Regions from separate parts of the Sus scrofa genome. Here all the other regions are linked to region 3. A link is a contact called in public HiChIP or PLAC-seq data. All regions are on one chromosome and are shown on one strand. The core of a region is the stretch at or near the end of the contact, and the rest is flanking DNA. Distances in the headings are between cores, read along the strand shown.

Region 1 (4,833 bases), core at 94-2,593, 360 kb after region 3:
TTTTTGCCTGAATCAATTTATGATGATTTTAAAACATATATTTTTACTAACATAAGTAGATGCAGAGCTGCACCTGGGATTTTGGGGGGTTTTGTTTGTTTGTTTTTGTAAAAATGTGTGTTGGATTGCATTCCACCTTGACACAATCTTTTCCAAGGGTGGCTATTATTTTATTTTATTTATTTATTTTTGTCTTTTCTAGGGCCGCTTCCCGCGGCACATGGAAGTTCCCAGGCTAGGGGTCTAATCAGAGCTGTAGCCACCGGCCTACGCCACAGCCCCAGCAATGCAGGATCTGAGCCGCGTCTGTGACCTACACCACAGCTCATGGCAACGCCAGATCCTTAACCCACTGAGCAAAGCCAGGGGTTGAACCCACAACCTCACGGCTCCTAGTCGGATTCCTTAACCACTGTGCCACGACGGGAATTCCAAGTGGCTATTATTTTAATAATGAGGAGTCATTTTTATTTTAATGATGGTTGCTCCTGCTCAGCCTCCTATGCTGGTTTTCTCCTGTCTCTCTGACCTTGATTGTGTTGCATGTGCCCCACAGCTCAGTCCTCAGAAACCTTGTCCCATCTAGTCTCCTGCCTTGAGATACCGTCTAAGCACTAACATCCTTGAATGGATGTCTTTGGCCCAAGACCTCTGTCCTGAACTTCAGGATCAGATCTTCATCTGCCTCTTCCCCATCTCCACTTAGAGATCTAACAGCCATCTCAAAATGAACATGCCCAAAATCCAGCTCCGAACTTTCTCCCCACCCAAGGTGCTCTGTCTTCTTACCATCTTAGTTAATGTCTCCTTCAGCCTTCTATTTGCTCGAGCCAAAATCCTGAGCACCATCTTGGATTCCTTTCTATCTCTCACCCCTCACATCCAGTCATTAGCCATGGCTCAGCATCTCTGCGTAATTTTTCGTTCATCACCATCTAACATGCTGTATATTAATTTATTGGTTGTCTATCTCCTGCCACTATTAAGTCAGCTCCAGGAAGGCAGGGATCATGTCTGTTTTCCACACAGGGGCATCCCTAGTACCTAGCACAGTACCTGGTAGGTGCTCAATAAATATTTATTGCATGCAAGAATGAAACATCTTTGTACCAACCACAAACCTTGTCTAGAACTACATACATAGTGGGTGCCCCCCCCCAAGTGTTTGGATTAATGAAATAAAGAACGAGCACCTCCAATGCCACTTGTATGATCAATGCAATAAGGCCACCATTCCTGGTAACTTATTGACATTTCCCTGTCCAAACAAGTCTCTCCCACAGTCCAAGAGCTGATAACATGGGCAGTCAGGCTGGCTGGCACCAGACTGACCCGGATGTGGTAATCAGGCCACATCACAGGGGAAGGGGAACTTTGTGGCCAGAGGCTCCAGGGGTAGAGGCCAAGTTGAGCATTTAGAGGGGAAGCTGATGCCAGTAACTCGAGCCGAAACAGAAACTGTGGTGACTGGCCAGGAAGGATGCCTCCACCTGTGCCTCTTGCCCCCCGCAGCCGCTGCTGTCTTCTAAAAGACCACAAATATTTTTCGGAGGAAACTTTTCATTGAAGTGTAACATACATATAGAAAAGCACACACACAAGTGACAACTCAATAAAATTTCACAAAGGCACCACACTAGGATAACCAGCCCCCAGATCAAGGAACACTTCCAGGCCCCTAGAAGCCCCCTCCAGTCTCTGTTGCCACCAGCATGGTAACTATCACCCTGATTTCCAACCCTAATGATTATTTTTGCCTGTTGTCGAACTTTATTGCTGGCATAATACAGCATTAATTATTTCACGTTATGACTTCTTTGCAGATTATGTTTGCAGGAACAGGCTTTTGAAACTTGCCTCTTCTTCCACAAACTCTAAATAGGAAAGTGAACCTAGTAATAACTCACCTTGCTGCTGGTTTCAATATGTCAGCAATTCCTTGGAGCCTGAAGCCCATCCAGGAGGCTGGAATTGTTATTGCTCCCATTTCACAGATGAGGTGAATGAGGCACAGAGAGGTTAAATAGTTTGCCCACCTAGGAATTAAGAGTCTGCGTTTGAACCCAGGTCTGTCTGATCTATGAGCTCATGTTCTTATCTATCATACACATGTCTTATCAATAAAATGACCATTTATTGAGAACCCCCTTTGGGCTGGACATTGTGCTTGAGCTTTATGTTCATTGATTTTCCCAGCCCCTGCATGAGTCATATGTCTTTATCCCTGCTTGACAGATGATGAAAGCAGGATTCAGAGAGGTTAAGTAACTTATTCAGGGTCACACAGCCTAGAAAGGCATGAAAATAGAGACTTAAGCCCTATTGCACTGATTCCAAAGTTCAATGCAGGGTGATATCCACATCCAGTATTTACGTGCATCTTTCAAATATACCTACTGGTTTTTTCAAAGAAGAGACAACAATAGCAGTTATCTTTTGTAGAACCTCTCTGAAGCAGATGCTTTGGGCAAAGATTATGAATAATCCCTCTAATATCTGTTCCTGCCTCCTCTTTCCTAGTGAGAGAATGCCTGATTTTTAGCTGGACCCACAGCTTCCCACAGCTTTACCACATATCCCAGGCTTCTTTGAAGCGAGGTGGAAAAATGTGACTAAGTTACAGCCAATGGGAAGCTCCCCTCCTATATACCCCCTGGACCCACTTCTGGGTCCTTTTTATGTATATTTTATTTCAATTACAAAAACAATTTTTCCCTTAGTAAGCCAAGGTTACTTTGGGTCTCTAGTTTGTACTCTCATATACAGCACTTTATTATTCATAATCTTTATTTCTCCAATCAGCCTCAAGACGGGGGGGGGGGGGGCGGGTCTCTCCTTTATGGTTGAGGGACTGAGGCTCAGGGACAAAGGGATCTGCTCTAGATCAGCACCAGAGTCCACCCCCTGGGACAGCAAATCTTCTGTTCTTCCATTCTACCAGGATTGGCACACTGTGGCCTGATGGCCCTTGCAGCTGAAAACGGTTTTAACATTTTTAAAGGGCTGAAGCAAGGAGGAGGACAACGAGAGGAACAGGCAACAGAGACCTTAGGTGGCCTGCAAAGTCTAAAATATTTACTATTTCACCCTTTACAGAAAGAGCTTCCCAACCCCTAAAATTTTAAACTCTCAGTTTCTCTGCCTGGGAAATGGGGGTTCAGACATGTATTTAACAAACGCAGGAGGACATGTATTAGAGTCACACAGGTGATGGAGCGAGGAAAGAAGCTAGAGCAGGAGAACTCTAATGAGTGTGCATTGGATAAACCAACCCTGTTTATTGAGAGAGAGAGGCCACCAGCCTCTGGAGGAAAGATGCTGGGATAAGATAGGAAGTTAGTCTGCTGCTGTCTTAACTGAATAAGGTTGGGCAAGTCCCTTACCTCATCTGGTGTGCTCTTTCTCATCTACAGGGGGGAGTTACAAATGTCCTCTTGGCTTTACCTACTCAGGACCCAATTCCCCATCCCCTTGTAATAGCATCCCGATTTCCCCAAGCTCCTTCTTTACTCCCTGTCTACATAAGGCACATGGAACTAATTCTGTCCTTGGCTCCTGAGACCAAATGCCCTACAGCAGCCAATCAACACCTCATCCCTCTGCCCAGAGAGACTGGCTCAGGGATGGGCATGTGCCCCAAGTGGACCAATGAGTCAACCCTTGCGTTTCTGGTGGCATCATTGGCAAAGAATTATTTCCTTCCCGCTGTGCTAGACCCATCTGAAAGCCTGAAGCTTAAAGGCAGCCACTACTGAGAGCATTAGAGAGAGACTGAGGTCTGATAATTTACGAGCCCCTGAATTTAGCTGTACGTGGATGCCAGCACATCCCTGCACCTGTTATTCTCTGTGAGCCAATATGTTTTGGTTTTTCTGGCCTAAGTCACTGCAGCAGATGATGCTGATCCTCTGCCCGTACCCCCTGCGCAATCATCATGTTGACGCTTGGTGACCTGATGGCTTCCAATTCCCAGCCCTGTGCTTCCTGTCTGAGGGCTTGTCCCTCCCGTGCCCTGAGTACAGACCAACTGAGAATGCCTGGGGCGGGGTACCCTCCCCAGTGACCGACAGGAGTTTGTGGACAAATATTCGGACTCCCTTGCCCCTGAGGGGACAGATGTGACGTGTGTCCCACCTTATCTCCAGGAGACCCACAGTGGGCTTGAGCCTCAGGTGCCCAGAGTGAATACCTGCTCAGTAACTCACTTTCTATTGGCTTCTTTCCCTTCCTTGTCGAACTTGCCACCTCCCCTGTCAGTGCTTCGGAGAGTCAGCTCCCAAACAAACTACTTGCGCACAAATCCTTGTCTCAGATCTACGTCTGCAGGACCCTCATTGAAGCGTCTCCTCAGATTGGTTTTCTGTCACTCACAGCCAAAAGGGCTCTGGCTGATAACAGAGTTCAAGCCTTCTTAGAACAGACCTGCCTCATAACTTATTTTTCTAACACGCTTTGCAGCTGAAAAGCAGTATGCGCACTGGCCTGTTGTGGGCCCCCTAAGAGACCCCCCCCCCATGGCCCTGGGACAGCTCAGTGACCCACCCCGCCTCCACCCTCTTTCTCACATGTCAGCCTTCCCCAAGCCCAGTCCGTCCAAGGCTCCAGCCAGCTTCCCAGCGGGCCCTAGGGACAGCCCCAGTTCCTTCCTAGGATTCTCTTTCATCTACAAGGCCTGCCAGTGATAAGAGATTCCGCGTCATTCTCCTGTCCCTGACTTTTGAAAGAAAGGTAACTGCCTTGGGCTTTTGACGTTACCACTTGGGGATAAAAGCAGTGGGAAAGGGAGGTTCCTAAGAGGTTATCACTCAACCGTTCATTTATTTATTCATTCAT
Region 2 (4,617 bases), core at 737-3,236, 440 kb after region 3:
TGCCAGAGAGAAAGGCCCTTAGCATTTCTCTGCAGCCTCTTGGGGGCCTCGGGTACTGTCGCAGGGCCAGTGCTTTTCTGCTCTGTTCACGTCTGTGCACTCTGCCCCTTTGTCCCTCTCTAGGCATCATGGCCATCCTGTTCTCAGGCATTGTGATGTCTCACTACACACACCATAACCTGTCCCCGGTCACCCAGATCCTCATGCAGCAAACCCTCCGGACGGTGGCCTTCCTGTGTGGTGAGTCCTGCCCTCCCCAGAGCTGACTGTTCTTCCCACCCTGTTCTAGGAGCCCGTTGAGACTTTCCCCGGCAGAAGAAGAGGCAGCAGAATTCCTCAGGGCCAAATACCGCACCCCCTTATCTTTCATTTGTTACTCTGACTTTCACAGTCCATAAAGTAAAGCTAATACCTAGTAAATGGAACTTATGATGCCTATAATTTAATACCAAAAATAGTAAGAACTGCTGGTTATGAATATATGAGAGTCATGTATTTGCAATATATTAAAGTGGCATTTCCAAAAATGCATTCCGTGGAACTAGATTGATGAGAGTTAGGTAAAAAAAAAGACTCCATAGTCAGAAAAGGATTTGGGGAATCCTGGGGTAAAGTTGAACTGTAAGACTCTGCAGCTAACATGTGTTGTGAATTTCTAAGAGGAGGACGGGGTTACAGCATTTCCCAAACCTGCCCACAGCACCCTTTTCATAAGAGCATCTTAAAGGACGTGTCTCGGGCAGATCCTGCATGAGAGGTGTCATTGTTGGGCTGGGCTGACACTGTGATGACTGTTTCATTTAAGCAGCACACTCTGATGGACCCATGTACCTCCTCCTCGTTTATACCTGGGAGTGGAGGAACTGCTGTCCCAATGGCCCCTAAGTGGCTCTGCCCTCATCAGCACCTCCCTGGCGTTTCCATGGGCCAGCTTATGTTGAAGCACAAGTTCTACACTGTCACGTGCTAGGAGTCAGGGCCAGGCTGTGCAGAGACTTAGGAGGCTCAGGTGCCAAAAGGTCAGATGATTTGCACACAGTCTCGTGGCTAAGAAGTGAGTCTGGAAGCTGGTCAATCTCTTCCTGGTCTAGTAGGTACTGTTTCCACAGCACCCCTCCCAGAAAGCCATGGCTAAAGACCCTGACTCTCTTACCATAACGAAGTATGACATAAAACATCCATCCAATTCTCTTTTGTACCCATCAGTTTCTAAGTTTGATGATGGCCTACTTCAGGCCAAAGTATGTGGAAAACAGGCCCTGTGGACTGGCATGTACATTGATGCCCTCTTTTTTGGAGAGTCATTTGCAGCATCCGGGTGAACTTAGAAGGCACATGCTCGTTGACGTAGTGATTCTACCATCAGGAATTTAGCCTGTGCACAGGGGTGTTGTAATATTAGAAATAGAAACAATCTAACTATTCATCAAGGGTTCATTAAATTAACCGTGCCGTAATGGTATTTACGCTGCCAGGGAAGAGTATAAAGTAGATCTGAATGTTTTCTAAATGAGCTGCTTTAGAAAGATGACAAAAAATGTTCGATGAGAAAAATATTCAAGGAGAAGGGTGAATATACGATCTAGTTTGTGGACTTGTTCTAAAAGGATACACATTTGAAGAAAAAAACCTTGCTGAAGTGTTTAAAAGTGACCATGTTGTTTTATGATGTTCACCTTTTGAAAACAGAGCTTCTCTCTCCGGAGCATTCCCAGTCTAAGCAGGGAGCCTGTGCTAGAAACATACATGGCGTTTTTTCCTGGGATACCCAAGTGACTGCTGGTACAGCAAAAGTAAATGTCAGATCTTTTTGACTCCTGGAGTGCAGCCAAGAGTTGGAAATGTAGCTCTTCCTGCGTATCTTGCCGGGTGTCTTCTAAACTTTGTGGCAGCATTAAATATGTGAGGTCAATCATTTGGCCCGGCCTGCCTGCCTGCTCTGGCAAGAAGTTAACAAAGAGCCTTTCACACTGGTCACGTGGTGTCTGCAGTCATTTGCTCTGAATTTTTGCCACTTTGCCGCAGTCGAATCCTTGCTAATCACAGTGTTCAGCAAATGGGCAGATTCATATATTTATAATCATCCCCGGATGGGGGAGTATTTATTTCCGTGGGTATTTGACAGCTGGCTCATTACGTTAGGAGACTCTGAATAGCGAGCACATGTTGCTTGTGTGATAGAGAAGAATGAGAATCAGAGTTTAAGTTTGACCAAGGTACTGTTTGCAGGATTTTCCAGAAAATAAGCAGTGTTATACTGGGTGCTGATTTACTTCTGAATGTTTGATTGCATTACAATTCCATACTATACTGGAAGAAAATAGTTGAGGCTGAATAATCCATTCTTTGGTTTGTTTCAGAAACATGTGTGTTTGCATTTCTTGGCCTGTCCATTTTTAGTTTCCCTCACAAGTTTGAAATTTCCTTTGTCATCTGGTGCATAGTAAGTATTTTCCTTGTTTTTCATTTTAATTACTTATTTGTAGATCCGTAACCACACATTCTAGATTCATTTATGTAACTGTTAACTGCTTGAAGTCAACAGCTACATAGGCAACTGTTTACAGTTTCTTTTGTTAAAAAAAATCATGAACATACAATAAATAGAAAGGGATGGAATTAAGTAAATAAATACCCCCAGAAAAGGATTTTTGCTTGGTTTTAAATTTTAAATGGCCTTTAATTATTATAGTCTTCTTTTAAAATTACCAGCTTTTATGTGAGGTGGTAAAAGCAGATTTCAGAATTGAATGTCTAATTGATAAAAACAGCACACACAGAAAAAAGAAAATATGTAGGAAAATCAGGCTGTTTATGGTGGTTGTAGAACTGGGGATGATTTCTTTTTCTTTTCCTCTTTTGCTGGATAATTATAATGACTATACCTGAGTCTTACTATACTTTTCTTCAAATGTATCCATTTATAAGCATGACTTTGGACACTTGTTCCAGATAAAGATTATGAGGCCATTTCCTCCTGGAGGTTTATCCAGAGGAATCATCCCAGGTGCTTCTTACCATCAAGACGGTTTGGGGGACAGTGTTATAACTGTGGGGGGGGGGCATAAGGAGACAAATTAAAATATACCTTTAAAAAAGGATAATAGAAGTGTAATCGTTTACAGTAAAATCAGATCTTGCAAATGGGTTGGGGAATAGGGTGGGAGGGAAGAAAATGTTTAGGATTTAAAAGAAAGGCCCAGGAGTTCCCATCGTGGCGCAGTGGTTAACGAATCCGACTAGGAGCCATGAGGTTGCGGGTTTGGTCCCTGCCCTTGCTCAGTGGGTTAAGGACCCGGCGTTGCCGTGAGCTGTGGTGTAGGTTGCAGCCGAGGCTCGGGTCCCGAGTTGCTGTGGCTCTGGCGTAGGCCAGCGGCTGTAGCTCCGATTAGACCCCTAGCCTGGGAACCTCCATATGCCGCAGAAGCGGCCCAAAGAAATAGATAAATAAATAAATAAATAAATAAATAAATAAAAGAAAGGCCCAACTCCCGCAGGCAGCTGGTCAGTGATGGGAATGGTTTCCACCATCTGTTCCCATCCCTGGTTTGATCTCTTTGCTGTTTTTTAGCCTCTCCATTAACTTCAGGCACTTGTTAATGCCTGAACAACACCTTGTTGTTGAGCTGTCATAATTCATCTTCAGTTAACTTCTATTACTGCCAACTCTGCCTAACAAAATGCAGCTCTTGAGAGGCAGATTTTTCGAATCACTGTCACCTACCATGTGCCAAACCTACTTGGTATATCGGGAACCTGAGGCAGAGAAGATAAGGAACCCTAAGGAAAAAGATGTTTCCCCTTGCAGTCTGGGTGCTTCTGCCTTAGTTGGCACGAGCTCATTGCTCTTGTCACTGTTATCTGTTCTCCACACTCAGGTTTCAGGACAAAAGAACAGCAGCAAAAGTCTTTTGCAGCAAGTATAGTAGCCTTTAGTGTGCTCACTGGGTGAAAGGGGCCACATTTGGTCAAACTTGAAACACAAGCGTAGGAACAGAGGGTTGGATTTCAGTGGGTGAAACAGGGAGGTGACTATCTCGGCCATGGGCTGGGAGGAAGGAAAAAAAAGGCGGATGCCTGGGGTAGTAACTGCTTCCCCTGAGCACCTGTCAGGCTGGCCCTCCCTCTCCTGGAGGTGGCCTCTGCTGTTCCAATGGGGTTTCCTTAGACTCAGTAGTCAAGGCCACGAGCTTCAGGGACTGAACCAGGTTTGGGATTTGGCTCCACCACTTCCTGCCTAGGTCACATTGGACCAATTACTTTTTTTTTTTTTTTTGCCATTTCTTGGGCCACTGCCGCAGCATATGGAGGTTCCCAGGCTAGGGGTCGAATCGGAGCTTTTGCTGCTGGCCTACGCCAGAGCCAGAGCAACGTGGGATCCAAGCCGCGCCTGCGACCTGCACCACAGCTCACAGCAACGCCAGATCCTTAACCCACTGAGTGAGGCCGGGGATCGAATCCGCACCCTCATGGAGACTAGTCGGATTTGCTTCTGCTGCACCACGACAGGAACTCCGACATGTCGCTTCTAACAAAACATAGCTTTACGTAAAGTTTACATCTCATCTGAGTGGATTCTTAGAACTGTTTATTAATTTACTTCCGTTGTCTTCATCC
Region 3 (4,844 bases), core at 1,550-4,049:
GTGCTTATTTGAGAGCTCTCACAAGCCCTGTTGAGACAGGGACATCCATTCCACTTTCTATACTAACAATGGCAATAATAGAGGTAACTTTAAATGCTATCATTTATGAAGTGCCTATGAAGTGCCAGACACTGTGCTTAGAAGCTTAGAATAGTGCCTGGCACATCACACAATTGGTGTGTGTCGTTATTGTTAGTATTTTGCCTTTTTATCTATTTATTTTTCCTTTTTGGCCATGCCTTTGGTATACAGAAGTTTCCCAGTCAGGGACTGAACCCTCGCCACAGCAGCAACCTGAGCTGCCGCAGTGACAAAGCCAGATCTTTAACCTGCTGTGTCACAAGAGAATTCCTATTTTGCCTTTTTACAAGATGTGACTTATACCTAGGGAGAATTCGCGAAAACGTATATGAACGGGTTAACGAATGTTTGCAAAGAGGACCCACCTCAGCCGTCACCACCCAGGCAAGGAACAGAACCCCGCGAGCCCCCCAGGTTCCCCCTCCCCATAGAGGAAACCACCGTCCCGACTTTCATGGTAAATCCACTGTACAGTTTTCTTTATAGCCTTCCTCACCTGCGTGTAGGTCCTGCAGTTCAATTTTGTCTGCCCCTCCCCATCAATCATCACGTCAATGAGATCATGCAGCACGTACCTTTTGGAACTCGGCTTCTTTTGCTCGACACGAGGTTCACACGTTTCATCGACGTGGCTGCCCCGTAGCCGTGGATCGTTCATTCTGGTTGCTGAAAGGATTAGCCATTATTGTCATGATCATCTTTATGCGCTGCATCTCACTGAACCCTCCCAGCACGCCAGAGGGGCGCAGAGTATGGTTCCTTTTGTCGTTAAAGGACCTGAGGCTCCCAGGAGTTGGGGCATGAATCCCCCCAGTTCCAGAACCCGTGTTCTTTTTTGGCTGCCCCGCAGCATACAGAGTTCAGGGATCAGATCCAAGTTGCAGCTGTGACATACACTGCAGGGGTGGCAATGATGGATCCTTTAACCCACTGTGCCTCGGGTGGTGGTGGGGGATCAAACCCATGCCCTGATGCTGCAGAGACACCTCAGATCCCATTAGGCCACAGCAGGAACTCCTCTTTTTTTTGGTTGGGGGGGAGATGCACAGCACCTGAGGCATGTGGAAGCTCCCAGGCCAGGCATCAAATCTGAGCCACAGCAGTGACAATAGCAGATCTTCTTGTGTGTGTGTCTTTTTTTTTTGTCTTTTTGTCTTTTTTTGTTGTTATTGTTGTCATTGTTGTTGCTATTTCTTGGGCCGCTCCCGCGGCATATGGAGGTTCCCAGGCTAGGGGTCGAATCGGAGCTGTAGCCACTGGCCTACGTCAGAGCCACAGCAACGCGGGATCCGAGCCGCATCTGCAACCTACAGCACAGCTCACGGCAACGCCGGATCATTAACCCACTGAGCAAGGGCAGGGACCGAACCCGCAACCTCATGGTTCCTAGTCGGATTCGTTAACCACTGCGCCACGACGGGAACTCCTGTGTGTGTCTTTTTTGTCTTTTTAGGGCCACATCGGCGGCATGTGGAAGTTCCCAGGCTAGGAGTCGGATCAGAGCTACAGCTGCTGGCCTACGCCAGATCCCAGCTGTGTCTGCAACCTACCCCACAGCTCATGGCAATGCTGGATCCTTAACCCACTGAGCGAGGTCAGGGATCAAACCCACATCCTCATGGATCCTAATTGGGTTTAACTAGGGAGCCAGGGAGGGAACTCCCAGAATCTGTGTTCTTAATCACTCCACTGTCTTGCCTCCCAACAGGAGGGAGAAGGGGTCCAGGGGGTTAAGCAGCTTCCCTGGTGTGCCCAGGAAGGACGCAAAAGTGCCACTTTGCCAGGCCCTACGAGCTGAGTCTGGGTTGCCCTGTGTGGCCCCTAGGATCAGCGGTTCTGGGCAACCCAGGGCCAACTTCCCATCAGGCACAGCAGACACGGGGCCCAGTGCCCACACACTTTTAGGGTCCTCAAAAGTGCTTTACTTTAGCCCCTTAAAATCAGAAGTAATAAGATATAATGATGATGAAGATCTGATACTGAATCCAATCCAGATTTTTTATATATATGTACATATATACACACACACACATATATAATTTTTTTTTTGCTTTTTTGGGACCCCACTCATGGCATATGGCAGTTCCCAGGCCAGGGGTCCAATCGGAGCTACAGCTGCCGGCCTATACTACAGCCACAGCCACGCCAGATCTGAGCTGCATCTGCGACCTACACCATAGGTCACAGCAATGCTGGATCCTTAACCCAATGATTGAGGCCTGGGATCAAGCTTGCAACCTCATGGTTCCTAGTTGGTTCTTAGCACAGTTTGGCTCTGCCACGATGGGAACTCCAGTCCAGATTATATTTATCTTTACACAATACAGCTGTAAACTCCGATGTAAAATATTTTTGCATGGAAAAGAGGCCCTGGAAAGCAAATATCCCTGGCGCCCAGGAGAGTCACGCTGCCACTGAACCAGCCCCGTGTCTTGCAGGCACCAGCTGTTGCTGTGGCAAGCGGCCGGCCACCCCCGGTGCCGAGGGACCTGGGAGAGGCTTGGGCAGCTCCGGCACTGTTCCTGCCCTGAGGTCCACCGCCTTGTCTTCATCTAGCAGCGGAGGTCCCCTATGCTCCAGGACCCCTCTGTCTAAAGTATTGGGGGGGCATGCCAACCCCCAGGGCCTGGGATCCCGCAGGATGAGGGAGGGAGTGGGGGAGAAATCTGCAAGTTGTAGACTGAGGAACAAGCCTTGTCCTTATGCTGACACTGAAAACAGTTTTATGTTTCCACTGGGTGCCAGCTGAGTCACTGCCCTCCCCCCATCTCCTCTAGTTCAGGACTTATCAAATTTCATCTCATAAATACACTCGCCTCGCTTTTTTGCCCTCTTTTCCTTACCTGTACCATTTTTTGGGCTCTCCACCCTTCCCTTTTTTTATTCAAATTTATTTTAAAAGGCAGCCTATACTTAAATATATGCGTATAAAGAGAAAGATTTTTAAATCACAACTAGAAATGAAAATAAATAATAGTAGTGAACATGAAGCACCTACAATATGCCAGGCACTGTTCTGGTCCTTTACACACGTTGACTCCCTGAATCCTGAGTTAGGTGCAATGATTATCCCCACTTGACACGTGAGGAAGCTGAGGCACAGAGAGGTGAAGTCACTTGTCCCAGGGCACACAGCTAATGAGTGGCCAAGCAGGAGATTGAAAACCCATGAGCACCACCTGCTGCTAAGATTGTCTGCATTAGCAGGACACCAGCTGCACAAGGGCAAGGCGTTTTGGTCGTTTCCTCTGCTGTGTCTGCTATGCCTAGACTAGTGCCTGGCACAGCATAATGCTCAACAAATATTTGTTGAATAAATTAAATGAACAGGTGAATGATCAGCCCCCGCAATTAGAAGACAATCAGGAAAACAAACACAATGGAAAGCAAACAGGTCTGGTGAAGTGGTGTTACCTAAGGAGCTGAGCATGAAGTCCGCTTCTTTTTCTTTTTTTCTCTTTTTTCTTTTCTTTCTTTTTTTTTTTTTTTTTTGTCTTTTTGCCTTTTCTAGGGCCGCACTCGCGGCATATGGAGGTTCCCAGGCTAGGGGTCCAATCGGAGATGTAGCCGCTGGCCTACGCCAGAGCCACAGCAACACGGGATCCGAGCCGCATCTGCAACCTACAGCACAGCTCATAGCAATGCTGGATCCTTAACCCACTGAGCAAGGCCAGGGATCAAACCCGCAACCTCATGGTTCTTAGTCGGGTTCGTTAACCACCGAGCCACGACGGGAACTCCAAGTCTGCTTCTTTTTCAAACAAGAAAGTAGCTCGTGCTGGAGAGGGAGTGAAGAGGCAAGAGTATCTATAGGAGACAAAGTCCTCCACAAACCAGAAGGATTATGAGGGACTTGACAAGGAGCAGATTTTCTCCCCTTGGGAGTCAGCTGTTATTAATACACATATTAACACTTTATTGAGATAGAATTCACATACCATACCATTCACGCAAAGTGTAACTTTGTAGCAAGTTCACACCATCCTATAACTTGATCTAATTTTAGGACACCTTGTGTCCCCCCCCCCCAGAAGAAATCTCATACCCAGTAGCAATCACTCCCCATTCATCAGACCCCTCCAGCCCCAAGTAGCCACTGGTCTACTTTCTGTTTCTATGGATTTGCCTATTCTGAGCATTTCGTATAAATGGAATCATACAAATGGTATTTCGTATCTGGCTTCTTTCACTCAGTGTAATATTTTCAAGGTTCATCCATTCTGTAGCCAGTTATTTAATGTCCCGGCCTGGGTTCGTGTGAAATCATCTCATTTATGAGTCCCTCACTTGGGGAAGCAGGGCTGCAGTGAATCAAGAACGGTGGGGGGAGTCCTGGCTCACTCCTGCTCCTCCATCTAGTGCACTGGCTCAGCTGTCCCTGCCTTTGGATCTAGGCGCTCCCCAGGATGGAGCTGGGGGAGGGGTGTACCTTTCCACTGTCCTTGGGGCTGGCCCAGGGACTGGCCCACATGTTCCTGCTACTCAATCCTCCTTCCTAAATCAGGACTCTGGGCACTCCTGGGAATCACTGTCTGTTCCCTGTCTCTGGGAGTGTGAATGAGTCACTGGGCAGGCATTTCAGCAGCACCTGTGTGTGTCCGTCTGGAGCAAGGAGCTGGGGCAGGGGAGGGAAAAGAGGTGCTGACCGGTCAGGAGGCCAGCGGGGGGCTGCCTGACCCACATCCAGGCCAGGTTCCCTAGAAGCAGGCTTTCTTTGCCTCTGCTCCACCCTTGTTTTGGCCGAAGGAGGCTGTTTTACGTAG

Evidence for each region. HiChIP or PLAC-seq counts read pairs in DNA pulled down with a chosen protein or histone mark.
Region 1: an H3K27ac HiChIP or PLAC-seq map of skeletal muscle shows a contact between it and region 3. The contact joins two enhancer-like sites. A contact is called at or near these places in 3 of 47 Hi-C or Micro-C datasets (psoas muscle and skeletal muscle) and 1 of 2 datasets of contacts at active chromatin or transcription factors (skeletal muscle).
Region 2: a contact with region 3 is called in an H3K27ac HiChIP or PLAC-seq map of skeletal muscle. The contact joins two enhancer-like sites. A contact is called at or near these places in 9 of 47 Hi-C or Micro-C datasets (embryonic fibroblasts, epiblast stem cells, heart right ventricle and 4 more) and 1 of 2 datasets of contacts at active chromatin or transcription factors (skeletal muscle).

The regions. Positions count from the first base shown.
Region 1 is chr17:51,375,323-51,380,155 of Sscrofa11.1, forward strand. No RefSeq gene overlaps it. Among named protein-coding and RNA genes, the nearest start is that of SLC9A8, 24 kb to the right of the region's middle. Within about 2 kb of position 1,344, at least 13 of the 83 cell types and tissues checked have an H3K27ac peak or open chromatin away from gene starts, as enhancers often do. A contact at or near this core is called in skeletal muscle, where this site is marked.
Region 2 is chr17:51,459,550-51,464,166 of Sscrofa11.1, forward strand. It overlaps SLC9A8 (sodium/hydrogen exchanger 8), which reads left to right. Exons shown (of 17, transcript XR_002340027.1): 11 at 124-240; 12 at 2,361-2,443. Among named protein-coding and RNA genes, the nearest start is that of IL29, 23 kb to the right of the region's middle. Within about 2 kb of position 1,987, at least 17 of the 83 cell types and tissues checked have an H3K27ac peak or open chromatin away from gene starts, as enhancers often do. A contact at or near this core is called in skeletal muscle, where this site is marked.
Region 3 is chr17:51,013,747-51,018,590 of Sscrofa11.1, forward strand. LOC106506050 (a long non-coding RNA gene) reads right to left here. Exons shown (of 3, transcript XR_002339902.1): 2 at 657-747. Among named protein-coding and RNA genes, the nearest start is that of ZNFX1, 57 kb to the left of the region's middle. Within about 2 kb of position 2,800, at least 4 of the 83 cell types and tissues checked have an H3K27ac peak or open chromatin away from gene starts, as enhancers often do. A contact at or near this core is called in skeletal muscle, where this site is marked.